2 separate regions of the Sus scrofa genome follow, and region 2 is linked to region 1. A link is a contact called in public HiChIP or PLAC-seq data. All regions are on one chromosome and are shown on one strand. Each heading gives the region's core, a stretch centred on a gene start, on an enhancer-like site or on the middle of the called end of the contact. The rest is flanking DNA. Distances are from core to core; before and after follow the strand shown.

Region 1 (7,108 bases), core at 1,507-4,006:
CCGTGAGCTGTGGTGTAGGTTACAGACTTGGCTCAGATCCTGCGTTGTTGTGGCTCTGGCTATTCCGGTGGCTATAAGTCCGAATGGACCCCTAGCCTGGGAAGCTCCATATGCCACAGGAGTGGCCCAAGATATGGCAAAAAGAAAAAAAAAAAAGTATCATCTATCAGAAAGATTCTATCATGAACTGAAATTGCATGGAACATGGCACTCCTTATATGCTTCTTTAAACAATTTAGTTGATATTTTCTTAATTTGCAGGATTATTTTAAATATAAAGACTTGCACTGAATTCAATGAATATTTGCTGAAGTATCTCACATGAACTCATAATTACGGCGGTAGAGGGATAATGGCTCACATTTCAGAAAAATTTTGTAAAATGTAGTATTTTCCCTGGCCACTTAAAGTAGTGACTGGCAAGGTGAAGACAAATGATTCTCACATAATTCCAGGAGAAAGTCCCTCTCATGGTATATGTCCGTATAGTAAACATAATATGTTGTACAATGAAACTAAATGAACAAGAGTTGACCAGAAACAAAAAGAAGAGTATTCTCAGACGGAGTGTCTGGCTGTATCATATTTAATTTAAAGCCAACAGGAGGAGTTCCCGACGTGGCTCAGTGGTTAGTGAATCCAACTAGGAACGATGAGGTTGCAGGGCGAATCCAACTAGGAACCATGAGGTTGCAGGTTCGATCCCTGGCCTCACTCAGTGGGTTAAGGATCCAGTGTTGCCGTAGCTGTGGTGTAGGTCGCAGATTTGGCCCAGATCTGGCGTGGCTGTGGCTGTGGCAGGCAGCTATAGCTCCAATTAGACCCCTAGCCTGGGAACCTCCATATGCCACAGGTGTGGCCCTAAAAAGACAAAAAAATAAATAAAAATAAGTAAAAATAAAAATATCAGGAGTTCCCGTCGTGGCGCAGTGGTTAACGAATCCGACTAGGAACCATGAGGTTGCGGGTTTGGTCCCTGCCCTTGCTCAGTGGGTTAACGATTCGGCTGTGAGCTGTGGTGTAGGTTGCAGATGTGGCTCGGATCACGCGTTGCTGTGGCTCTGGCGTGGGCCAGGGGCTACAGCTCCAATTCGACCCCTAGCCTGGGAACCTCCATATGCCGCGGGAGCGGCCCAAAGAAATAGCAAAAGGACAAAAAATAAATAAAATAAAATAAAATAAAATAAATAAAATAAAATAAAAAATAAAAATAAAAATATCATTCAAAGGTAAATTGTGAGTGTAAATTATTTTTGCTGTATGGGGAAAGAACACCAAATTCATTTCAAATACAATCAAGCACATTTTAATTAAGCTTCATAAAATCAGAAAATCTTGATGAATAGCTCATACACTATCAGTTTAATTCTACTACATTTCAGAGCTGTAAAACTAAACAAGAGTATATACCACTTTACGTTTATTTTCAACCTCTACTCTAGACTGGATTAAAGAACTCTTGTAAAATGAGAAAGGCTTTTGAGTGCAGTAGTTAAGTGAATAAGATATATTCTTTGATCTCTTTAGACTGGTTCAAATGAAGCTGGAGTGGGGTGGAGATCCTTGAACAGCTTATTTAGCAGTAACTTGGATATACTTTCAGGAGGTAGTTACTACTGTCCAAAAACTATTCATGATTCACTTAGCACAAACCAAAAAAAGCAAACAGCTTCAAGTTAGTCTGTGGGTTTTTAAGAAGAGGCCCCTAAGAAAAGCCAGCAAAATAATCGTCACTGGAACTAGAGCCATTTTATCCTGGACCCTATTTAATAAATTTACCAACTATTCAATCTCTTAGGAAAACATTTCACTACTATTTTCCCATGAGTTCGATGACAAGACGGTCTTCAAGAATTTTTAAATCTGTAGTAAAAGTACAAAACTCAAGATGAAATAATGTAGAACCTACAGGCAGCTGAGAGAACAAAAGTCGAAGTAAATCGCTACACCAATTTTTCCTAAGTAAACAGCTTGTACATTTCCAAAAATGTGTTCCAGTACAGACAGATCCTTGAGAGAATGGAGGTGATGAATGTATAAGAATCGTCTAAATTATAGAGATGTAAAGCTCTTCTGTATTGTTTACAGTTGAGTTTAGAATCTAAATTTCCAACACGGAAATTTAGAACACAGCAGTGAAAAAGTGGAACTGTTACACACGCCTAGCTATCTTTACTGCAGCAAAAACACCACTAGTTGTTTGCATACCATCACCCAACTTTAATCACTCATTTAAACTTTTGTGTGTACTTTCATACAGATCTTGCCTTTTTCCCAGTCGCTCCTGAGACAAGGACAAGCAGCCATTGAATTGACTGAAATATCAGCAGTTTTCCTGGGTTATGAAATATGGGGTCTCCAAGAAAACGCCTTAGCTTCAGGCGATGTGAGTTCTAGGAGGAAGACAACTACCGTGCAGCAGGAGCCAGAGACGCAAACAACACCTCTGGCCTGGGATCCATAAGACTTACAGGCCGCGGCCTCCGCTCTTATGCAGAGCGAGCGCCAACTCTGAACCACCATCCGCCCGCCCGCCTCCCTCTTCTCGGCTCCCTCACCATCTTCGCCGGCGGCTTCGCTAAGTTGTTGTATGTGGGCCTGCGCCAGGTCGCCGAGCTCCTCCACTCGCCTCACCACACTGGAGCCTGCGGCCGCCATGGCCACAATGGGCGGGCGCGCCCAGCCACGTGACCGCGCCGGCCCGAGGTCACCTGATCCCCTGCGCGGGCGGGGCGTGGGGGCGGAGCTCGCCTACTCGATGGGAGGGGACTCCAGCTCGCGCAGAGGAGCCGCTTGGGTCTGCAAAGGCTGTTCCAAGTTACTTTTCTCCTCTGGGTCTTCTACCACCAGAGCTGAGAAGCAGGGAGACTCTTGGGGCGGGCGTGACGTCATGGCACGCTTCCTGCCCGCAGCTTCTCTAAACCAATTGTAAATCCGCCCATGTTCCCAAGCTGATCCAGCGCCTAGCAGAGACTGGCTGGTCTCTTCTCTCTCTGGAGCTGCCCTTACGGGCAGTAGAGACGACTGGAAAGTCTAGAGGTTGGACTGTCTGGTTTGGGTTGCCTAAAATGTGGAAAGCCTTACTGGCTCTCTTGGAGCACATCCAAATCGCTAAGAGGTTATTGTGCGTCTAGGTGTCCAGACACTGGTGGGAGTTCCCAGTCTAAGCGGTTGGGTGTAGCTTTTCTAAATCTTAATTTTATTTTTTATTTATTTTTGTCTTTTTTTTTTTTCCTTTTCTAGGGCTGAAGCCATGGCATATGGAGGTTCTCAGGCTAGGGGTCTGATCCGAGCTGTAGACCATGTCCTATGCCATAGCCACAGCAACGCAGGATTCGAGCCACATCTGGGACCTACACCACAGTTCATGGCAATGCCGGATCCTTAACCCACGAGCAAGGCCAGGGATCCAAACAGCAACCTTCCTAGTCGGATACATTAACCGCTGAGCCATCATGGGAACTCCTAAATCTTAATTTTAATAGCTGAGTTTGTTTGACTTCTGATTGCCTTTGGCTAGCTCACATTTAACATATTCATACAATAGCACCAAATTTTGGACATAAACTATTGCCATACAACTCAAGACCCTCAAAGAGCTCTTGGTGTGCAAAGTTCATCTTCTCAATTGTGAGTTTCAAAGCACTTAGTCAAGAATCTAACTTCCACTTTGTGTTCCTTATTTTCTTTATGCTGATCAAACAGATTTTTAACTCGTTTTTCAATTTTTAAATTTGACACAGTACATCTTGAATAATCTCCATCCTCTTACTTCTTAAGGGAGGTAGTTTTTCATTTAATAGGAAATATTAAAAATAGATGCCAATTAAAAATTATCACTTGTGATATGGTTCTATAGGAATGAAGTCACTAGCCAGTGCAGTCCCTGACTTTGAATACACCGAAAGGAGCTCAGGACAGAAATTAGGAATGAGGCAGTCTGTGTTCTGGGAAAAATTGGCAAAATAGGCCTTCAGATAGATCTTTTCATAAAATTTTATGAGCCCAATTTCTTGTATCTTCTCATATCTAGAAAAGCTCTAAAATCATTAACACAGAGATCTCCTCCTGATTAGCAGCAACCTTCTGCCAAAATGGTGCATGACGGCACATATCCTCCCTTCGCTAAAGTCACATATACTGACCTCCCCTTACCTCTTTGGAGCAGTTCCTCAGAGCTATCTGACAGGGTGTCTTCCCAGTCACAGTCTTCATTAGGCCCACAAAAAAACTTAGCTCACAACTCTTACATTGAGCACGTTGTTTTTTCTTTTTTTTTTTTTTTTGGAGGTTCCCAGGCTAGGGGTCGAATCGGAGCTGTGGCCACTGGCCTATGCCAGAGCCACAGCAACTTGGGATCCGAGCCGTGTCTGCAACCTACAACACAGCTCACTGCAACGCCGGATCATTAACCCACTGAGCAAGGGCAGGGATCGAACCCGCAACCTCATGGTTCCTAGTCGGATTCGTTAACCACTGAGCCACGACGGGAACTCCTTTTTTTTTTTTTACTCAAATGAATTTATCACATCTGTAGTTGTATAATGATCATAACAATCCAATTTCACAGGATTTCCATCCCAAACCCAGGCACATCCCCCCACCCCCCAAAATGTCTCCTCCAGAGACAAGTTTTTTTGTTTTTGTTTTTGTTTTGTCTTTTTTGCTATTTCTTTGGCCCGCACCTGCGGCATATGGAGGTTCCCAGGCTAGGGGTCCAATCGGAGCTGTAGCCTCCGGTCTACGCCAGAGCCACAGCAACGTGGGATCCGAGCCATGTCTGCAACCTACACCACAACTCATGGCAACGCCAGATCGTTAACCCACTGAGCAAGGGCAGGGACCGAACCCGCAACCTCATGGATCCTAGTCGGATTCGTTAACCACTGCACCACGATGGGAACTCCCAGACCATAAGTTTTTCAATGTCTGTGAGTCAGCATCTGTTCTGCAAAGAAGTTCAGTCTGTCCTTTTTTCAGATTCCACATGTCAGTGAAAGCATTGGATGTTCGTGTCTCATTGTATGGCTGACTTCATTTAGCATGATAATTTCTAGGTCCATCCATGTTGCTAAAAATGCTGGTATTTTGTTCCTTTTAATGGCTGAGTCATATTCCATTGTGTATATGTACCACATCTTCTGGATCCACTCCTCTGTCGATGGACATTTAGGTTGTTTCCATGTCTTGGCTATTGAAAAGAGTGCTGTAATGAACATGTGTCTTTGCGGGTCATGGTTTTCTCTGGATAGATGCCCAGGAGTGGGATTGCTGGGTCAAATGGTAGTTCTGTGTTTAGTTTTCTGAGGAATCTCCATACTGTTTTCCACACTGGTTGCACCAATTTACAATGCCACCAACAGTGTAATAGGGTTCCTTATTCTCCACCCCCTCTCCAGCTCTTATTGTTTGTAGACTTTTTGATGATGGCCATTCTGGGTGGTGAGGTGGTACCTCATAGTGGTTTTGATTTGCATTTCTCTAATAATGAGTGATGTTGAACATCTTTTCATGTGTTTTTTGGCCATGTCTTCTTTGGAGAACTGTTTAGATCGTCTGCCCATTTTTTAATGGGGTTGTTTTTTTTTTTTTTTGGTATGGAGCTGCAGAAGGTGTTTATAAATTTTGGAAAGAGTACATTCTTTTTTTCAGTTGACATAGGGAAATACTGTGTTGTGATTTACAAGTTATTGACCAAGATGGCATTCTTTTTTTTTTTTTTTTTCCATTTCTTTTTATAACTGCCCATGTGGCCTATGGAAATTCCAAGGCTAGGGGTCTAGTCAGAGCTGCAACTGAAGCCACAGCCACAGAAACACCAGCCCCGAGCTGCACCTTGCAGCAATGCCGGAGCCTTAACCCACTGAGCGAGGCCAGGGATCAAACCTGCATCCTCGCATAGACTATGTCAGGTTCTTCTCGTGAGCCACATGGGAAGTCCAGACTATGTCAGGTTCTTAAGCTGCTGAGCCACAATGGGAATTCCCATGATAGCTTTCTAGTTGATCTTTGTAACACCAGTTTCTTCCTCCTTCAATTCACTCTCAACATAAGGGACAGAAATCATATATTCATTCTGTGTTCTCAGTGATTCCTACAGTGCCTGATATATAAGAAACACTCAGGGGAGTTCCCATCGTGACACAGCAAAAACGAATCTAACTAGGAACCATGAGGTTGCAGGTTCAAAGCCTGGCCTTGCTCAGTGGGTTAAGGATCCGGCGTTGCCGTAAGCTGTGGTGTAGGTCGCAGACAAGGCTCGGATCCCAGGTTGCTACGGCTCTGGGGTAATCTGGCAGCTACAGCTTCTATTAGACCCCTAGCCTGGGAACATTCACATGCTGTAGGTGCAGCCCTAGGTAAGATAAAAAGACAAAAAAAAAAAAAAAAAAAAAAAAAAAAAAAGAAAGAAATAAAATAAAATTCTTTTATAAATTTAATTTTTTAAAATTAAAGTATAGGAGTTCCCATCGTGGCTCAGTGGTTAACAAATCCAACTAGGAACCATGAGGTTGCAGGTTCGATCCCAGGCCTTGATCAGTGGGTAAGGATCCGGCATTGCTGTGAGCTGTGGTGTAGGTTGCAGATACAGCTCGGATCCCAAATTGCCGTGGCTCTGGTGTAATCCAGCAGCTACATCTCTGATTAGACCCCTAGCCTGGGAACTTCCACATGCCATGGGAGCATCCCTATAAAAGGCAAAAAATATATATATATATTTAAATAAATAAATTGATAAAATTAAAGTATAGTTGATTTACAAAGTTGTGCCAATTTCTGCTGTACAGCAAAGTGACCCAATCATACATATATATATACACATGTGTATACACACACACACACACACACATACACATATACACATTCCCTTTCTTATATTACCTTCCATCATGATCTATCCCAAGAGACCGGATATAGCTAAAAATAAAATTTTTGATTGCCTCTGAATTACTATTACTTATAACGCACCATTCTTTTGAAACCTTCCCTTTATTGCTTTACAATTTTTGTGTGTCTTATTCTGTCATAAAAATTTGTCAACTGCCTGCCTCAAAAAAGAATTGAGTTCTTTTTTTTAAGTTGCCACCAGTGAGTGTAATATAATAGG
Region 2 (7,108 bases), core at 3,167-5,666, 1.1 Mb before region 1:
CAACTCACTTCCTGGGTCTGGCACAGTACATTATAATAAGTATTAAATTTGACAAATGGCCTCAATTTATTAGGCTTTGACAATGCACCAAACACTATGATGTACTTTGCCTATGTTATTTCAATTTATCATTAGCACAAACCTGTTAACCTGCTTTTTAGATAAAGAGGCAAAAATACATAATTGAGGTAATATAACTTGCCTGGGGTCTTAGTACCTTAGGTAAACAAATAGATGAAACTCTACCTTATAATAAAAACAAACACCATCTAGGCTGCTGGATTCGCACTTTAATAGTAAGCTTTGAGGATTTCCATTATGCCTGTGCTCTGTCCATCACAATCAAAAGATAATCCATCTACGGGTATATCAGCTAGAATTTAGGTAAGCTGGAAGTATCAAAATAAGAGAAATATTCTTAACTCTACATTTTCTTTACTCCCCTAGGCACCAAATTTTTCCAAGGGAATATTGTTTCTAAGCAACTCACTCAATAGAGAATTTACACACAGTGAAAGAGATACAAAACCAAAACTCAAGAACACTGACCAAGAAGCTAAAATTCTGTATTTATGTAGGAAAGCTCATTTATTTCCTACAATTTTAGATTGGGGGGAGAGGGGTGGCCAATTACTGTAGCAGCAGTAAATTAAAGCATGGGAATTAACAGCACAAACTGAATCCTTTGCTAGCTGGGCAACCTTAGGCAAGTAACCTTTTGGAGCATGTTCCCTGTTGTATAAATTGGAAATAAAACCACTTACTTCAAAAGACTGCTGTGAACCTCAGGAAATGCACACAAACTACATAGTATGACACCTGACACTTGGTGGTCTATTATTACAAAAAGTGAGGTATAAAAATTTCTATTTCAAGATAATATCTAGTGGATGACCCTTTCCATCCCAGACCCTCTATAGCCACTAGAACTTTTTTTTTTTGCTTTTTAGGGCTGCATATGGACATTCCTAGGCTAGGAGTTAAATTGGAGCTGTAGCTGCTGGCCTATGCCACAGCCACAGCAACACAGGATCCGAGCTGCATCTGCGACCTATACCACAGCTCACGGCAATGCCAGACCCTTAACCCACTGAGCAAGGCCAGGGATCAAACCTGCATCCTCATGGACCCTAGTCAGATACATCATCCCCTGAGCCATGACGGGAACTCCTATATCCACTAGAACTTCTGAATGCTACTTCAAGTCATCTTTCCTAGCTTTTTCCATATTATGGCAGCCCACTTCACACTGTGTATATCATCTGCAATGTTGCAAGGAGAGGCCTGCAGCAGCATCTCCACTAGTCTGAAACAAACCCATGAAATAAGATGGAAACTCACGTTTAACACATGTTTTCAAAAGACAATGGCTACTGGTTTTCAGCAATGAAAAAGACTCCTTTAAGGAGTTCCCATCGTGGCTCAGTGGTTAACGAACCTGGCTAGTATCCATGAGGACTCAAGTTGAATCCCTGGCCTCGTGCAGTGGGTTAAGGATCTGGTGTTGCCATGAGCTGTGGTATAGGTTGCAGATGTGGCTGGATTCCGTGTAGCTGTGGCTCTGGTGTAGGCTGGTGGCTAAAACTCTGATTCGACCCTTCGCCTGGGAACCTCCATACGCTGTGGGTGCGGCCCTAAAAAAAAAAAAAAAAGACTCCTTTAAGAAAACAAATACCATTTAACATAATAATTTTTTCCTGAAATTATTTTACCAAGCATGTTACTAAAAGTAAGAATTCTCAGGTGTCAAAAGAACAATTTGTCCAGTCACCTAATGGAAACAACTGATGGCTGTTTCCCAAGGTATCTTGCTAAATTAACTGCATAAAACATCAAATTATGTTTGCTAAATACTATATTTAAAATAAAATAAGCATCTACCTTCTATCTCCACCAAAGGTTCCTGAGTAAACTCCTGAAAGAATTTGTAGAAGAACTTGCTGCAAGCAGCCAAAACAGCCTTGTGGGCCTTAAAATGGTGTCCTAGAGGAAAAAAAGAAAAACAAAATAAAATCATCCATTGTCACAAAAACCAAATAGAAAACATAATATAAAATTAAAGTAAAACAGATCTTTCTTTATCAGCCGTACCCGCGGAATATGGAAGTTCCTGGGCCAGGGACTGAATCTGAGCAGCAGCTGTGACACATGCCACAGCTGTGGCAATGCAGGATCCTTAACCCACTGTGCCAGGCTGGGGATTTGAACAGGCACTGCCACAGAGACACCACCAGATCCTTGACCCTCTGCGCCACAGGGGGAACTCCTAAAATAGATCTTTCTTAATGTAATTATAAAACTATACTCTGGCAGCTATCTTGACAAATTTTAATCTCAATTAGACATGAAGCCAGATCTTTACCTCAAAGGCCTTAAGTCAGTTTTTCATAGGCCACCTCACAATATTTCAGAAAATAAAGGAACCTCCTACTGCTTAAGTCAAAGCCTCAAGCAATTCAATTGAAATTGCTAATATCAATACAACCCAAAAGGTTATATACATCACTGGAAAAGAAAAGAAAAAGCCACAGAATAAGCACCAAGCTGGATGTGTTTACTATGGAAAACATTTTAATATGCCTAATATTTGGAAACTCAATCTACAGCAAACCTATTATAAAAAAGTTTGCCTTAGTCTATTTTCAGTAAATAGGAAAAATACTCTAAGTATTCCTCCATTATAACAACAACTCCCAAGACTGGTAAAAAACTATTTTATTTGGGGGGGTTAAAAAACGTTGTACCAGTGTTACAAAGTCATCTCTCACATTTTCCCTCTAAGACTATGTGGGAAACTAGAATCAACACTCCCCAAATGACTCCTGTGAGACTTCTCAAAGCAGTTTATCATCAGAACTCCACTAACCGAACATTTGGAGACATCCTCCCTATCCCAATACCATCATGGTGCACTAATGTGTGCAATGGGAAACACTTCAAAAGGCTGCAAGTTGTTAAAATGCCATGTTTATGTTGAAAGCGTGACCAGCCTTCTGCAGCATGGTCTACCGTGAGGGGACATTTAAGTGCACACCCCCCGCAGACTTTAGATACAGAGTCCTTAGAAGGTGGGTAAAAAAGGCGGGTGGAGGAAAGGGAGATGAGAACTGAAGCCACAATTCGCTCCTCAGCCCACCACCGTACCCACCGTCGACAATCAAGGTGATGTCAGTAAACCGGTCCTGCTCTCGCTGTTCATTCAATCGGTCCAGGATCATTTTATGATGTTCAGGGAACTCCTGAAGGCATTCCATCGTCTCTTCGGCCTCCATGGCCGTCGGGTTGCTCTACAAAAGAGGAGCATGATAATGTACACTCATGAGCTCGGGCTGAGGAACAAAACCCCTAAAGCATAAAACAACAACAACAAAAAAACAAAACCCAGCAACGTGAAAAGAAGGGGGGAGGGTGAGGCAAGAGGAGAGGAAAACGAGTGAAGAAAGAAAGGCGAGCCGGGCGGCCGCCGCGCGTAGGGCGCCGGAGCCGCGGCCGCGGGACTCCGAGCCTGACCTAATTGGAGTCGGGAGACGCGAGCTGGAGCGGGGTGGGCACAGCGCCGGAGGCTCCGGGCGCTGGGGCGCGCAAGTCCGGCAGGGGAGGGGACCCGACAGCCGCCGCGGCCCTCTAACGGCCCGCCAAGCCCTTCGGCCCGGCCCTGGCTTCCACCGCCCCGGGACCCGGTCCGGCCCGCGGCCCACAACGACTCCCGGGTCGCCTCTCCCTCCCCCGCCCTCCCTCTTCTCCCCCGCCCCGACCGGGCCGGCACTCACTCAGGGAAGGAGGAGCGGCCCGGGCTTGCGCGTCACTTACGTCGACGTGCTGCGTCACCGCGTCGTGCTCCGGCTGACGCGGACGCCTACTGAGCGCCGACCCACTGAGCTACGCCCCCACCCGCCCTCTTGTAGTGGCAGGGCGGAGCTAACGGAGAGGATTTGGCGCTCGCGGAGCCGAGGGCGCCAGCTCTGGAAGGAGGAAGTGCGGGTGTGGTTGGGTTGAGCCGGTATAGGGCCTGGCTTTGTCCTGAGTGGAGCCCCACCTTCCACCCACGCCCACGTCTGATTCCAGGTGTGAACACTTCCAACCCGGACCTCAGAATAAACTCGCAACCGGTTCCCAGTGTGCTTTTGCTTAACCGCCCCCAGTCCCGCCCCGCCCCCTTCCCTCCCAAGGCCTAGGTCCGGCCGCCTTACCTAGCTCACGATCCTCCCTCTCTCCTTTCCGTCCCCGAAAGCCTTTCCTTCTCTGCTCTCCCCTCTTGGGGTGTGACTCGCCCCACGCTTTTCCCTACCCCTAAACGACGCCTCGCCCGCCATTTCCTGCGAGTGTCGGAGCTCTCTCCGCTTGGGTCCGGCCGGCGCACGTGCGCTCGCTCCGAGACCCGGGTGGCCGCCGCGCCGGCTGCGGCGGCCACGGGCGCGAGCACGTTCCGGCCGCCTAGGATCTTCCTCCCGGGTGCCCGCCCTCTCAGTGCTCGGCGAGTAGCACATGTTTGCTAGGCTCAGGACCTGCATCTGCTCTGATTTTTACACCTAGTACTATTACTGCAGCTCTCTGTTTCCCAATCTGCGCGCTTGAAGAGGCCGTTGACCCATAATCAGCTCACGTAACTGAAGTCATTCATTCATTCCTCTGAAAAAATGACTTTTTGAAGATGATATGATCAAGGCTTAGTCTTTTCTCTCAAAAGGAAGATTGGGATTAGGGAAGAATTTAGTATTGATTAAGGGTAAATGTAACTATTTCATTAGTCATTTATTGAGAGCCGGCGTTGTGCTAAGGCACTGTTTAAGGGACTGGGAAATCCAACAGTGAATAACTCATATGTAGTTTCTGCCTTCCCAATCTTAGTTTATGGAGGAGACATTTTGAACATTTAATTGCATGAGTGCTGACTACCGAGTGTTATGAGATGTGAAGAACAAGATAATCTGGGAGTCAAGGAAAACTGGTGACCTATAAGAAGCAATATGAAGTTGAGTGTTCTTAGCCAAGAGGCACCAAGGCTACAGCATTCCAGGAGCTGAAAGAATGTTACTAGACAGACCCACAGGGGCCTTGTAAAAAGTGCTGAAGATGTTAAGATTTTCTTATAGTCACAATGGAAAGTCTTGAAGGTTGAGCAGGAAAGCGACATGGTAAATTTTACTTTTTTTTGTCCTGGCTCAATGTATTGTGGAAATTCCTAGGTCAGGGCTGCTGCAGTGACCACACTGGATCCTTAATCTGCTGCACCACAAGGGAACTCTGTTTAAGAAGAGAATTATAGGGAGTTCCCGTTGTAACACAGCGGAAATGAATATGACTAGGAACCATGAGGTTGCCGGTTCCATCCCTGGCCTTTTTCAGTGGGTTAAGGATCTGGTGTTGTCCTGAGCTGTGGTGTAGGTCGCAGACGCTGCAAGGTTCCTGTGTTGCTGAGGCTCTGGTGTAGGCTGGCAGCTGTAGCTCCGATTCAACCCCTAGCCTGGGAACCTCCATATGCTGCGGGTGTGGCCCCAAGGGGGGCAAAAAAAAAAAAGAGAATTATAGCTCTAATATGGAAAATAGATTAAATGGGACAAAATACAAAGAGTAAAGACTTATTGAGAAGGTGTTAGTAATCTAGATGAAACCATGGTGGCAAATGGGATTAGAAAACTAGATGGAATATGAAAAAAGTACATGTATATAAAGAAAAAACTAGATAGAATCTAGAGACAGAATCAACATTGTCTGGAAAGTACCTCATGGCTATATATATAAGAGAGAACAGTCAAGGATGGCTTCAAGATTTTTGGCTTGAGCTGGTAGGTTGTTGGTACCATTTACCAAAATAGGGAGTACAACTGGAGGAACTGACTGGGGAGAGATGAGGCAGGGAAGGATAATTTTAAGGAGACAGCTAAATGGAGACGATGTCGTCTAAGTAATTCATATAAGAATCTATGGAGCTTAGAAAAGAGAGCTAACCTTAGAGATTTGGAAAATTTTAGCATAAAGAGGATATTGAGGCCACGAAAATGGATGAGATTGTTTTAGGAGAATCTGCAGAGATGATAGACTGGTAGCTTATAGGTCTAATTGGACTGCTGGTGTTTTAATATCATCATCATCATTATTCATAGCTGAGGAAATCACACTTATAAATAGGCATTTGGGAAATTCCAGTATATAGGGCTGCTTTCCTGTAGAACAACAATAGGATTAAGCCAGATAGAGACTACCATCTCTGTGTAGGATTTGAACTATCCAGTTCACCACAGCCCCCAATCACTTTCTAGTGTCTTCGACCCAGTGCATATCATTCAGTTTTTACTTGTCTTTTTCCTAAAGCATTTGAATTTGGACTCTTGGCCTATAGGGTCATAATGAAAGAGGGTATAGTACTTTATCCCTGAGAAGTATCAAGTTTGTGGGCTTAGTGGGAAAGAAAGACTCTGGAAGGACAGTATGGTAGCTGGAGAAAGGGAAAACTGGAGGAGCATGACATCAATGAGGTCAGTGTTTCAAAAGAGGGGGTATAATCAGTAGTACTACAAGTGCTCAAGCTAAATAATGATTAGAAATGGTCCGGGTCGGGGTGGGGGAAACCCATATCCAAGTAGGTTAAGGAATAATTAAGAAAAGAAATTGAGATGATTCTTAATGATAGAACTCATTAGAAAGTGAGAGAATAGAGAAAGGAGTACCTGTAGAGAGTGATGGATCAAGTCAGTTTTAGTTTTTGTGTTTTGAGATGGGAGAGACCTAACTAACTTAAATGCTGATAGAGGAAAATCCAGCAGAGGAAGATGATAAAAATACAGGAGGAAAAGGGGCTAATTGTGCAAAAGGGGAAGAGACTGGAGAAGATGAAGTTGAGAGAATAGGTGAACAAATCAGCCTTAGATAAGAAGAAGGACATCTTGGAATTCCTGCTGTAGTGCAGCAAGTTTAGGATGTCTCTGCAGCAGCTCAGGTTTGATCTCTGGCATGGCACAGTGTGTTAAGGAGCCAGTGTTGCCGTAGCTGCTGCATCATTGCAGCTGCAGCTCAGATTTAATTCTTGGCCCAGGAGACTTCTACATGCCTTGGGTGTGGCCAAAAGAGAAAAAAAAGAAGAAGGACATCTTTCTATTAGCATTGAAAT

Evidence for each region. HiChIP or PLAC-seq counts read pairs in DNA pulled down with a chosen protein or histone mark.
Region 2: an H3K27ac HiChIP or PLAC-seq map of alveolar macrophages shows a contact between it and region 1. The contact joins the promoter of ZNF131 here to the promoter of C16H5orf51 in region 1. A contact is called at or near these places in 1 of 47 Hi-C or Micro-C datasets (heart right ventricle) and 1 of 2 datasets of contacts at active chromatin or transcription factors (alveolar macrophages).

The regions. Positions count from the first base shown.
Region 1 is chr16:26,677,285-26,684,392 of Sscrofa11.1, reverse strand. It overlaps C16H5orf51 (UPF0600 protein C5orf51 homolog), which reads right to left and starts at 2,756. Exons shown (of 6, transcript XM_003133915.4): 1 at 2,559-2,756. The coding sequence starts at 2,658.
Region 2 is chr16:27,811,282-27,818,389 of Sscrofa11.1, reverse strand. ZNF131 (zinc finger protein 131) reads right to left here and starts at 4,416. Exons shown (of 7, transcript XM_021076671.1): 1 at 4,191-4,416; 2 at 3,149-3,287; 3 at 1,882-1,983. The coding sequence starts at 3,272.